Linked DNA regions of Ovis aries: region 2 is linked to region 1. A link is a contact called in public Hi-C data. All regions are on one chromosome and are shown on one strand. The core of a region is the stretch at or near the end of the contact, and the rest is flanking DNA. Distances in the headings are between cores, read along the strand shown.

Region 1 (4,978 bases), core at 2,262-4,761:
AGTGGTGGAGAGACAGTGACAAGCAGCTGCGAGGCCTCGCTGGGGACTCCGGACAGCGCTTGTGTCTTAGATTCCCAGCTAAACCCTTCCTGGAGTGACCCGAGCCAGGGGCCGGGCCACAGCTGGGCCCAGAGCCAGTGGTCACAGCACGTTTTTCTTGCCGCCTTGAAACTCCAAACAGAGCCAACCTGGGAGCCTGTGGTTCTTGGGTTCCCATCCACTGGGACAGAAAATCCTGGCACCTCAGAGCCTGGAGGCTCCCGGAGGCTACCCTTTCCAACTCCTTCTTGGAGGCGGCCTCCCGAGCAGCGAGGGGGTGCTGGCCGGTCTTCCCAGGGTGACTCAGGCCGGGGTGGGGGGGCGAGGAGGGGGCAGACCCTGGTGTGAGGGGCGACCACAGGTGCCACCATGGAAACACAGCATCCTCTCCTTGCCGCGTTTGGTCCCACGGGCCCTGGTCTTCGGATTCGGTGCTGGCGGAGGGCCCAAGCTGGCCCTGGGGAAGTCGTCCTGCCTGTGGCCCGGCCTCCTGGGTGGGCCTGGTGTCCAGCTTCTCAGTCCGTTTGCCGGACGTCTCGTCTGGTTGGGCCCCTGGAGTTTGCCAGTGAGCTCTCCCACGTGGAGGGTGAAGGCCAGCGGGGACGGGGGTCTCCCTGGGGTGTGACCCAGGCTGTGCTGGGCTCCTGTCTCGCCACCCACGGGGCGCTGTCTTGTTTCTCTCCTTGGAGCCCCTTTGCCTGGACTTCCTTATCTGCCGCTCCCTCCAGCACCTCTCCTGCCCCAAAGAACTTCTGTGACCCCTGGAGCGTCTGGACTCTGAGGGTAGCCACCCTGGCACACGCCAGGCCTGGGCATGGGCCTGTCCACCTGTGATGGCTTGCTCTGCCACTGGACTCTAGCCCAGTCTGAGCGGGGTGGGAGCCGTCACTGGGCATGCTCACCCCCATATCCCGTCTTGGTCTTTGAAGACGCCTCTGGGGCTGTGATTGTCTCCATCGGGCAGAGGAGGAAGCTAAGGAAATGACCACCTTGAGACTGAGCTATGAAAACAGCAGGGCCCAGTTTGCAGGCGTGTTTTCAGCTATGCATTCTCGTTTTAAGCAATGTCTTAGATAGAAACCTTCTAAGTCCGTGGAGAGGGAGAAAGTGTTTTGTGGGCCACTCAGGCCTCCCATGTGGGGGCTCCTGGGCCCATTGAGACGCGCCTGGGCAGCCCGCACTGCTTGCAGCACCTGGGAAGGGGCCGCACCTACTCATAGGCTGAACCCCTGCCTGCTCTAGGCTTCACCCTGAGTGGACACTGGGCACCGGGTCAGGAAGGCTTCGTGGAAGAGGTGAGGTCTGAGCTGGGTTGTGGTGCACGTGAAGGAGCAGCTGATACTCAGTGCTGGAAGCAAAGGAGGAGGGACCAATGGCCAGAGAAGGCAGGTGTGGTTTGTGCTGGGCACTCCTGCTGCTGGAGGTGGAGCGGGCCTAGAGCCCAATCTTCCCCAGACACCCAGAGCCGGAGCTCTCGGACTGTGGGTGTTGACTTGGGCAGAGTTACCAAGAGTTTGTGTCCCAGAAAATTAACCAGTGCACAAGCCGCTGAGACCGTGACACGGTGAAGGTCGTTGCTCCCCCAGATCACAGAAGGAGAAAGCACTCCAAGTTGATTAAGAACCTGAAAGGGCCAGACCTTCCCCTAATGCGTCCTTTAAAAACCAGCTCTCCGCAGGGATAAAGGTGGCTCTGAGCAGGGCTGAGCTGCTCTCTCCTTAAAGCCGGGTGCAGCCACCCTGTTACATTCCTCTTTCACCAGCTGTCAATGAAAAATGAAGAATACATTTTCAACCTGTGCAAAAAATGCTCTATTAATGCCTGAGGTATTCTCAGGCCACTACAAAGCCTTCCTTATCCAGCCCCGGCTTCACTCCGCCCAGCACAGCACTGGCTGTGATCAGGGGCTGCTTCAGAAGGGGCCTTTCAGGTAATAGTTCCTGGAGATGACTAACAGGGGCCCTGGTGAGGTGGGTGCAGTCTGTGTATCATCAGCCACCGGCAATGGGGGACCCTCCCCCGGGACTCCCCAGGCCCCTGGATGGTTGGTGGTATCTGAGCCTCAGCCCTCCCTGACCCCTCCTTGCTCACTACTCCTTTTAAACTGTTTTTCTAAGGAGAGGGAGGAAAAAAAAACCTGTCTATATAGAGGGTGTGCTTTGGCAAAATTTCTACTAGAACCTCCCCAAAGCCAATAGGAACTAGACAGCACTCAGCTCAAGCTACTTTTTAGACCCAATGGTTGATTTCGTGAATGGCCCTCTGGATCCTTGGTGGGCATCACCGTTGCTATAGGAAAAAAACGAAGAGCATCACTGTCAGCTGGCAAGGAGGTGTGCTGCACGCCCCTGGGTCCCCTGAGAAACAGAGGTGCTCCTATCTTCAGCTCCTGCCCATGTACCATGGCAACCAGTCATGCTCGCAATAAAGTCTGAATGAATGGAGATGGTCCAGCTCATCTTTTAAGGCTTCCCAGTGGTAAAGAATCCGCCTGCTAATGCAGGAGACACAGAAGGCGCGGGTTCGATTCCTAGGTCAGGAAGATCCCCCTGGAGGAGGAAATGGCAACCCACTCCAGGATTCTTGCCTGGAGAATCCCACGGACAGAGGAGTCTGGTGGGCTACAGTCCATGGGGTCACAAAGAGTGGGACACGATTGAGTGACTGAGCACGCACGCGTGGACATGGGTTAGGTTGAGGAGGGACAGTCCCTAATTGCAGACACCATTCTTGTCATTAGAGGAAATGATAAGGAGAGCTCCTGGCAGCACCTGGCATGTAGTAGGTGTAGTCAGTATTCATGGAACCCAAACTTTTTCACATAGCCCACGTTGTCTGTGCCAGAGCCTCTAAATTTGGCCCATATCTCACCACCCGCATAACAATATCCTCACTCCCCCCTCCTCAAGGGAACCAAAAGCTTTTACATTTTGAAAGAGCATTCTAAGTTTTATTGTGAGCATACAAGGACTGTTACTGTATTTCACTTTTGAATAATATCAATGGCTGGGGTGGCCCTTTTAGGGCAAAACACCCTGGACTCTCTGCTCCCACCGTTGGAGCACTGAGCTTGGGGTCAGATATCCTGGCGTCGGTTCTTGCTTGGTTGTCCATTTCTAGCTGTGTGACCTCAGGCAGGTCTCATAACCTCTCTGAGCCTCGGTTTTCTTCTCAGTGAGATTGCCATAGTAATGCTTGCCTTGCCGGGGTATGAGGACCAGAAGGAGTCCTATGTACTGTAACATAGCTGGGTAGGTTGTTAGGGGATAAATGAGCCACTGTGAGGAGGCCGTTTGGGTGAGGTCTCGGAGCCCCCTGAAAGGACAGGAGAGCAGGCACATGGGATGCTACTGGGACTGTTCACCCCAAAGTGGCTCCAGTGACCTGGGAGCTGTGTCATAGGCACCCCTCGTGGCCTGGGCTGATGAGTCAGGCCGGAAGCAGAATGGTGGAGGCCATTCCTCCTGAGTTCTGTCATCCTTGAATTATTTGTTCAGCAAGAACCTCCTGGATTCCTACCCCATGCCTAACCCCATGCTGGGTTCTGGGGAACAAGTTTACACTCAAGCCACAAATCCTGCTTTCACGAAGTTGCCTCCTAGCTTCCCTAGCATCCTGCCATCTGAGTTCCTACAGTTTGTTTTTCAGCAGTAGGTTTTGCCTCTGTTAATGTCTCAGTGGGAGAGACAATAACGTGGCAAGGCTGCAGTCTACAGTTGACTTTCTGCGCACCGCACAACCCTGGGGGGTGCCATTCACAGCCTCTTCTACCTGCACTGCGCAGCTTGGTCAGCTGTACACAGCAGCCCCAGTGCAAGAGCTTATGCGTAAAGACAGCTACCTGCCTGTACCTCAGCCCCTGGCCAGGGGAAGCCTCATGCAAAGCAAAGAGCTTGTCTGCCCAGCCGTCTGCCTTCAAGTCACTCTCAGTCATTCCAGCCTGCAGGGGCCCAGATCGCCTCTTTGAAATCTTTACCTCTTAAGGGGTTAAACACACACTGCTGACCCGTCCGGGAGCCTGATTCGGAAAGCTTGGCCCAGAATCAGTACACATTACGGATGAGATTCAGAAATTCCACCTAAAAACAACAGCGCGGCCGTCTCTGCTGGTGATGAGTGATCGGCCCTGTCCTGCTTTCACGGCAAATCCCGGGATTAGGCGCTTTCTCTTCTCCGGGAGGCACAGCCCCCGCCCCACCCCCTGGGGCCACACCCTGGCCGGCAGCCAAGTCGTTTCCCGGGGATGCAAAGAGGCGGGCCTCGGCGACCTCACCTGGAGGTTGGCGGTCGTTGGAGGGCAGGGGGACGCAGAGGGCAGGCGGCGCCCTCTCAGAGGCCTGAGACGGGGCGTGAGAGCGGGACGGACACCAGCACCTTTTGTGCTGACTGTGCTGGGGCCTCACGGAGCAGCGATGGGCCATAGGCATTGGGCCCGGAGCCATCGTGACTCATAGGAAAGCAGATATTCCTGTTGCAAAGCCCTGTGAGGAGGGCGCCCGACACCCAGTTTCACAGAAGCAGAAACTCTCAGAGGCCACCCCCAGGCTGGCACGGGACTCTTAGGGCTCAGTGGGGTCCTCTGCTTTCGTGGGCCTCACTGGACACCTCTCTCTCTGCTCCTGCCCGTGGACCCGCGCATCACGTGGGCTGCTTCTCACATCTGCTGGCCCCCTGCCCCCACCCCCGACGTCGGCTCCCGGCCATGAGGTCCGCCAGCCTGGCCGGAGCCTCCCTCGTTTCTCAGCGGGGTGCGTCCACATGGTGGCAAAAGGTGCCCCAGCCACGAGGCTCCTGAAGCCAGGGACCCTCTGCTCCCCTCCTCCCGCCCCCGCAGCCGGTTGCTTAATGGGTCTACCGGGTTTTAACCCCCACCTTTCACGTCCAGTCCTGCCGCCTGGCTGGAGACGTCTTCAGCCTCAGCTTGCTTATCTGCTCCCCA
Region 2 (4,673 bases), core at 365-2,864, 320 kb after region 1:
AGAACATCCGCTGGGGCCTCCCAGGGACAGGGACCCCACCCCCCGCACAGAGAGCAGGACCCTGCCACTGACATAGCCCCGGCAGGGCGGGCGCCCCAGGCACACCGCATCTTCTCTTCGACTTTTCCAGGTCCATAGAAAGCAGCCTATGACAGTGAAGGGCAAAGAAGTCTGGCGTGCTGCCATCCACGGGGTCGCAGAGTCAGACACGACCGACTTAGCGACTGAACAAGAACCTTGCCACTTCACACACTGTTGAGCGAATGCCTGCCTCCATGTGAGGTCTAGCGCTGCGAGCCCTGGAGGTGGGCAGGCTGCTGTGATTATGAGGGGAGGCCACCCCAGAGTGCCCTCCCCTGGGCCCTGATCTGCTGGCACCCGTCTTCCTGAGAAAGCCAGACAGAGATGGTGTCACTGCCAGCCCGGCCCACGTGACGGAACAGCCTCTCAGGCCCAGAGGAAGCCTCAAGCCATCTGATCCGTCCACGGGGCCTTAAGGCGACGGCCACGCATGCGGCCGCTGGGCCAGGCACCTCCACCTCAGCATGCTGCTTCGCCTACAAATTCCCTGATGACCGACCCGCAAACCACAGCCCGAGACAAAGATGCCTCCGCAGAGGGCAAACGCCCGCTGTGGCAGGGACCCCCGGCTTCCCCCTCACAGGACAGAGTCCCCGCCCTGATGCGGCCCACCTCCCCACCCCAGGGCTGGGCGTTAAGCCTGCCCTGAACCCACCTAAGGGTCCTGGGAAGGCCCCTGAGCTCAGGACTGGGGCAGCACTCCATGGGGGGCTGGCAGCCAAGGACTTTCCGGAACCCAGACCTCATGACTTAGCCCAACTGGGCCTCCACACCCCAGACCCCTCCCAGAGACACCGGAGCCAGGAGCTGGGTGTTACGGGGGAGGGGGCGGGGGGACGACCTCTGACCCCTGTCGTCCCCCTAGGAAGGAAGCATGTACCTGTCTTGGGGAGGTGAGCAGTGAAGAAAGGGTTTTCCCGCAGGACACCAGCCAGCCGGCCCCCTCTTCCCTCTGGGGATGCCCTCCCCAGCTCCGGCCTGCCCCTCTGCCCCGCCCCAGCACCGGCTGGGCGTGGCTTCAAGGCCTGAGTCCCGCGCTGGACTGTTCCTCATTGGCCCAGGGTGCTGTCAATCACGAGGCTGCCACACCCCTTCTCCCTCGGGTCACTAGCTCTGTGCTCTGCTTCTGCGTCTTCACCGTTTGGTCCTTCTCCCAGACCTCCTGACCTCCCCACCTCAGAGACCCTCCTCCGAGAGGCCTTCCCACCCTTTCGGTCCCCCAAGAGAGCCAGACTCTAAGCCTGACCCCTCAGGCTTTTCCTGAGGCCATGTGGGGCAGGGTCTATCCACCCCTGCCAGCTGGGAGGGCACCCAGCCAGACCTTGGACATGACCCCCCTCCCCACCCCAGCCCTGCCCCCAGCTCCCTGGGAGGCAGGGACAGGCTGGCTGAGCTGAACCAGATCCCGCCTCCCTCCAGGCCCCCAACCCTGGCCTAGCCCCGGGGGGCCCAGCGGCCCAGAGCTCCTCCAGCCCACGTTCCTGGCCCGGGGCGCTTTGTAGTTCTTCCTTCTCGGGCATCCTCCGGCAAAATATTTGAAGAATGTTCTAATTATCTGCGATCAGCCAGGGAGGCGAGCCTGGGTCCACTTGTCCAGGAAGTAACTGGGCAAATACCTGGGAGGGAGGCACCTGGCCCCGACGCCCACCCACGGCTGCATCCCCGCCAGCCTCTTCCTCGGGTGGCCAGGGGTTGGCCCAGAACTTCCCAGCCACAGATGAGCCGGAAGAGGTTCTTAGTTCTGGAGCCCAGCAGGGCCCCGAGGGGCAGAGTTGGGGTAAGGAACGCATGGTGGCCTCAGTGCTCCTGCTTGTCAAGCACGGACAAGAATGTCTTCTGGGTCAGGGACCACTCGGCAGACCCCCTGGGCCTCCATCACAGCCCCAGGGCTCGGCACCAGCAGGGTCTCCACAGCCTTCCTCGGCCGGAGGGATCAAGAGGGAGCGGAACAGCAGGCTAAGAGGCTGGTGCAGGCAGAGCAAAGGCTCAGGGGCGCACAGGCCACCTGCCCCGCCCTTGAACCGGCCTTGAATCTGCCGTCTCCGTCTCCTTCCCCGGCTGGGGTTCTAGGCTAGCTTGAGGGGAGGCATGTGACTTGGGGACGTCCCTGGACTACGGGAAGGCCACTCCAAGGCTACTCTTCTGAGACTCAGTTTTCTCATCTGATAGTAAAGCACAGTCAGCCCTCTGCTGGCAAACGGCTTCTTCCCCTACTGGGTCAGGAAGTGCTTTAACGCCCCGGGACAATGGGGGGAGGGGGGGATGTGCAGAGGGCTGGCTTTACTGAAGTCTGCCAGGCCATGTGAGGCATCCCCTTGCCTGCCCAGTCAAAGGGCCTGCACCAGAAGGGAGGAGGGGGCCACAGGACAAAAAGACCATCCTTCCCGAGCGGCCTCCTCCCTGTGTCCCGCACCATCTGCAGCAGGTCTTTTCAGGGTGTGCCCTGCCAACCCCCTTTACAGAGGGGGAGACTGCGGGGAGTTCCGTGGTCGGGGGCACGGAGGAGGGGTGCCTTATGGCCCCCCGACCACGCCCAGGCCTCAATGTCCCATCTGCGCAGTGGGGCTGGGCAACCATCTAGGTACTGCCGCTGGATCCTAGAGCCTTCTCCAGGTCGGGATCCTGTGTTCAGGTTCGGCTCAGCCCCTGACTCTCGCTGGCCCCTGGGAGCCTCAGTTTACCCATCTGTCCCCTGTGGGGAACGGCCCCCACTTGCAGGTGGGGTCTCCTGTGGGCTGGCTCCTCGTGCCGGGTCCCAGGCTGCAGTCTTTCCAGGCCACTGCCCCGCTCAGCTCGCTGCCCGCAGTGTTCCGGGGAAGAGAGCACGGCGTCCGCCCGCTCCCTCGCGCCCCCGCGGGTGGCGCACCGCCCCCCCCCCACCCTCCCCGCATAACTGGCATTCCTGGCTTGGCATCTGGGGACCCCACCCTGGAGAGAAACCGGGTGGCCTGAGAGAGAGCAGGAGGCGGGTAGGGGGTCCTGAGCAGGGACTGCAGCCACCAGAGGCAGACACGCACAGCCTCGCTCTCCCAGGCCCTCCCTGGCCTGGGGAGCTGGAGGATCCATCCAGCCCCCACGTCAGCCAAATCTGTGAAGTCCGAGCCTCACCCGGTCACTCAGGACATTGACCTCCGACCTCAGAAACATGCCGGCCTCTGCTGGGCGTGTAGGCCCTTCACGACGCTCCCGGGGGTCTGGCCAGACTGTGCCACAGTCCCCTCCCGGCCACCCTGTCTCCCCCAGCAGCCAGGCAAGGCTCAAGGCCCAGGGATGCCCTCTCCTCCAAGAAGCCCACCTGGGTCTCTCCTCCATTCTCCCTTCCTCTGCCCAACATGGGCGCATCGACGCCAGGCTCCTGAGGCGGCCTTAGGGGCTGCGATTCAGCAGCTCCTGTCTGCGCAGGGCCATGGCCACGCTTCCTGCACCTTCTGCTGTGCCCAGACCTTCCCCAGGCCTGAGCCCTGACCTTTCTCCTCACTCCCCGAGGTGCAGGTGGGGATGTTGAAACCCAGAGGTGCCCGGGCATCTGAAGGCCCACGGCGAGCTGAGGGCCGAGCAGGCATGAGGCCCCCAGCCCGGGGGTCAGCCTCAGCCCTGACGCCCCAGACCTGTTGGATGCGGGGGCGCCTGCAGGCCTGGGTGACCAGGATGCAGTCTGAAACCTCAGGACAGACAGACGGACGGACAAGTGGGTGGGACAGGTGGGAGGAAGCTGGCAGGCCCCGCAGGCCTGTGGCCAGGCTGGGAGTCTGGGCACCTAGTGGCTTGGCCAGCGCCGCGGCCTTCCTAACCACCCTGGACACCGTCTGAGCAGCAGGCCTGGGGGGCACATTCCCGTCAGACGGTGGACAACGAACCGTCCCCTCTGGGCAGACAGGGAGGTCCAGTCCCCATCCCGGGCACCAAGCCTCAGGCCGGCGTCCCTCTTCCAGGAGCAGGTGCGGGCGGGGACCTGCCTTGGCCACTCAGCATCTCCGAGTGACGGTGACTCAGCGAGCCCCACTCACCCAGGCTCTCCCGTGCTCTACAGTCCGCCCTCTGCTCTCCCCAAAGCCGGGCAGCCCCTCTGGGCCAGTCGCCCCTGCACAGCGCCCTCGCCATCCCCGTCTCTTTAAAGCAGCCCTCTGTTCTGGACTGATCCCTCCAAGGAGTCCTGGGCCACCAGGGCCTCCCCAGCCAAGGACCTCCCAGGAGCAGCCCGTCCACCACCCGCGCCAACCCCCAGCAGCCTGGCTGTAATGACCTGAACAACTGCCCTGAACAACTTCCTGGGGCCAGCCCCCTCAGGACACCTCCCTGAGTTCAGGGCTCCCCAGAGCTCGACCCAGGTGGCCCGGGTCCTGAGCACCAGCCCTGTCTCCTACAGCCCGCCCCGGGTTAAATAAGGGGGCAGGACCTTGGCCCCAGCCGCCCAGCCACCTGGCGGGGATTTAGTCTCGGAGCCAAGAGCAGGCTTGCAGCCTTTCTCCCCACTTCCGGCTCAGCCCCAGGCCCCGCCTGTCCCTTCAGCATCCTTCAGCTCCTGCCATCTTCTCTATCCCCCTCCCGCTGCCAGAAGTCTCCAGGCTGAGCAGCAAGCACAGGGTGGCCCC

What was found. A called contact is a pair of places that touch in the nucleus more often than the background predicts.
Region 2: a contact with region 1 is called in a Hi-C map of mixed tissues, with 2.8 times the contacts expected there. The contact joins two enhancer-like sites. A contact is called at or near these places in 4 of 16 Hi-C or Micro-C datasets (mixed tissues, omental adipose tissue and tail adipose tissue).

What each region holds. Positions count from the first base shown.
Region 1 is chr3:221,861,105-221,866,082 of ARS-UI_Ramb_v3.0, forward strand. All of the region lies in intron 16 of FBLN1 (fibulin 1), which reads left to right. Among named protein-coding and RNA genes, the nearest start is that of TRNAG-CCC, 5.4 kb to the right of the region's middle. Within about 2 kb of position 3,512, at least 12 of the 54 cell types and tissues checked have an H3K27ac peak or open chromatin away from gene starts, as enhancers often do.
Region 2 is chr3:222,179,952-222,184,624 of ARS-UI_Ramb_v3.0, forward strand. The region is part of intron 1 of WNT7B (Wnt family member 7B); the gene reads right to left. Among named protein-coding and RNA genes, the nearest start is that of WNT7B, 16 kb to the right of the region's middle. Within about 2 kb of position 1,615, at least 9 of the 54 cell types and tissues checked have an H3K27ac peak or open chromatin away from gene starts, as enhancers often do.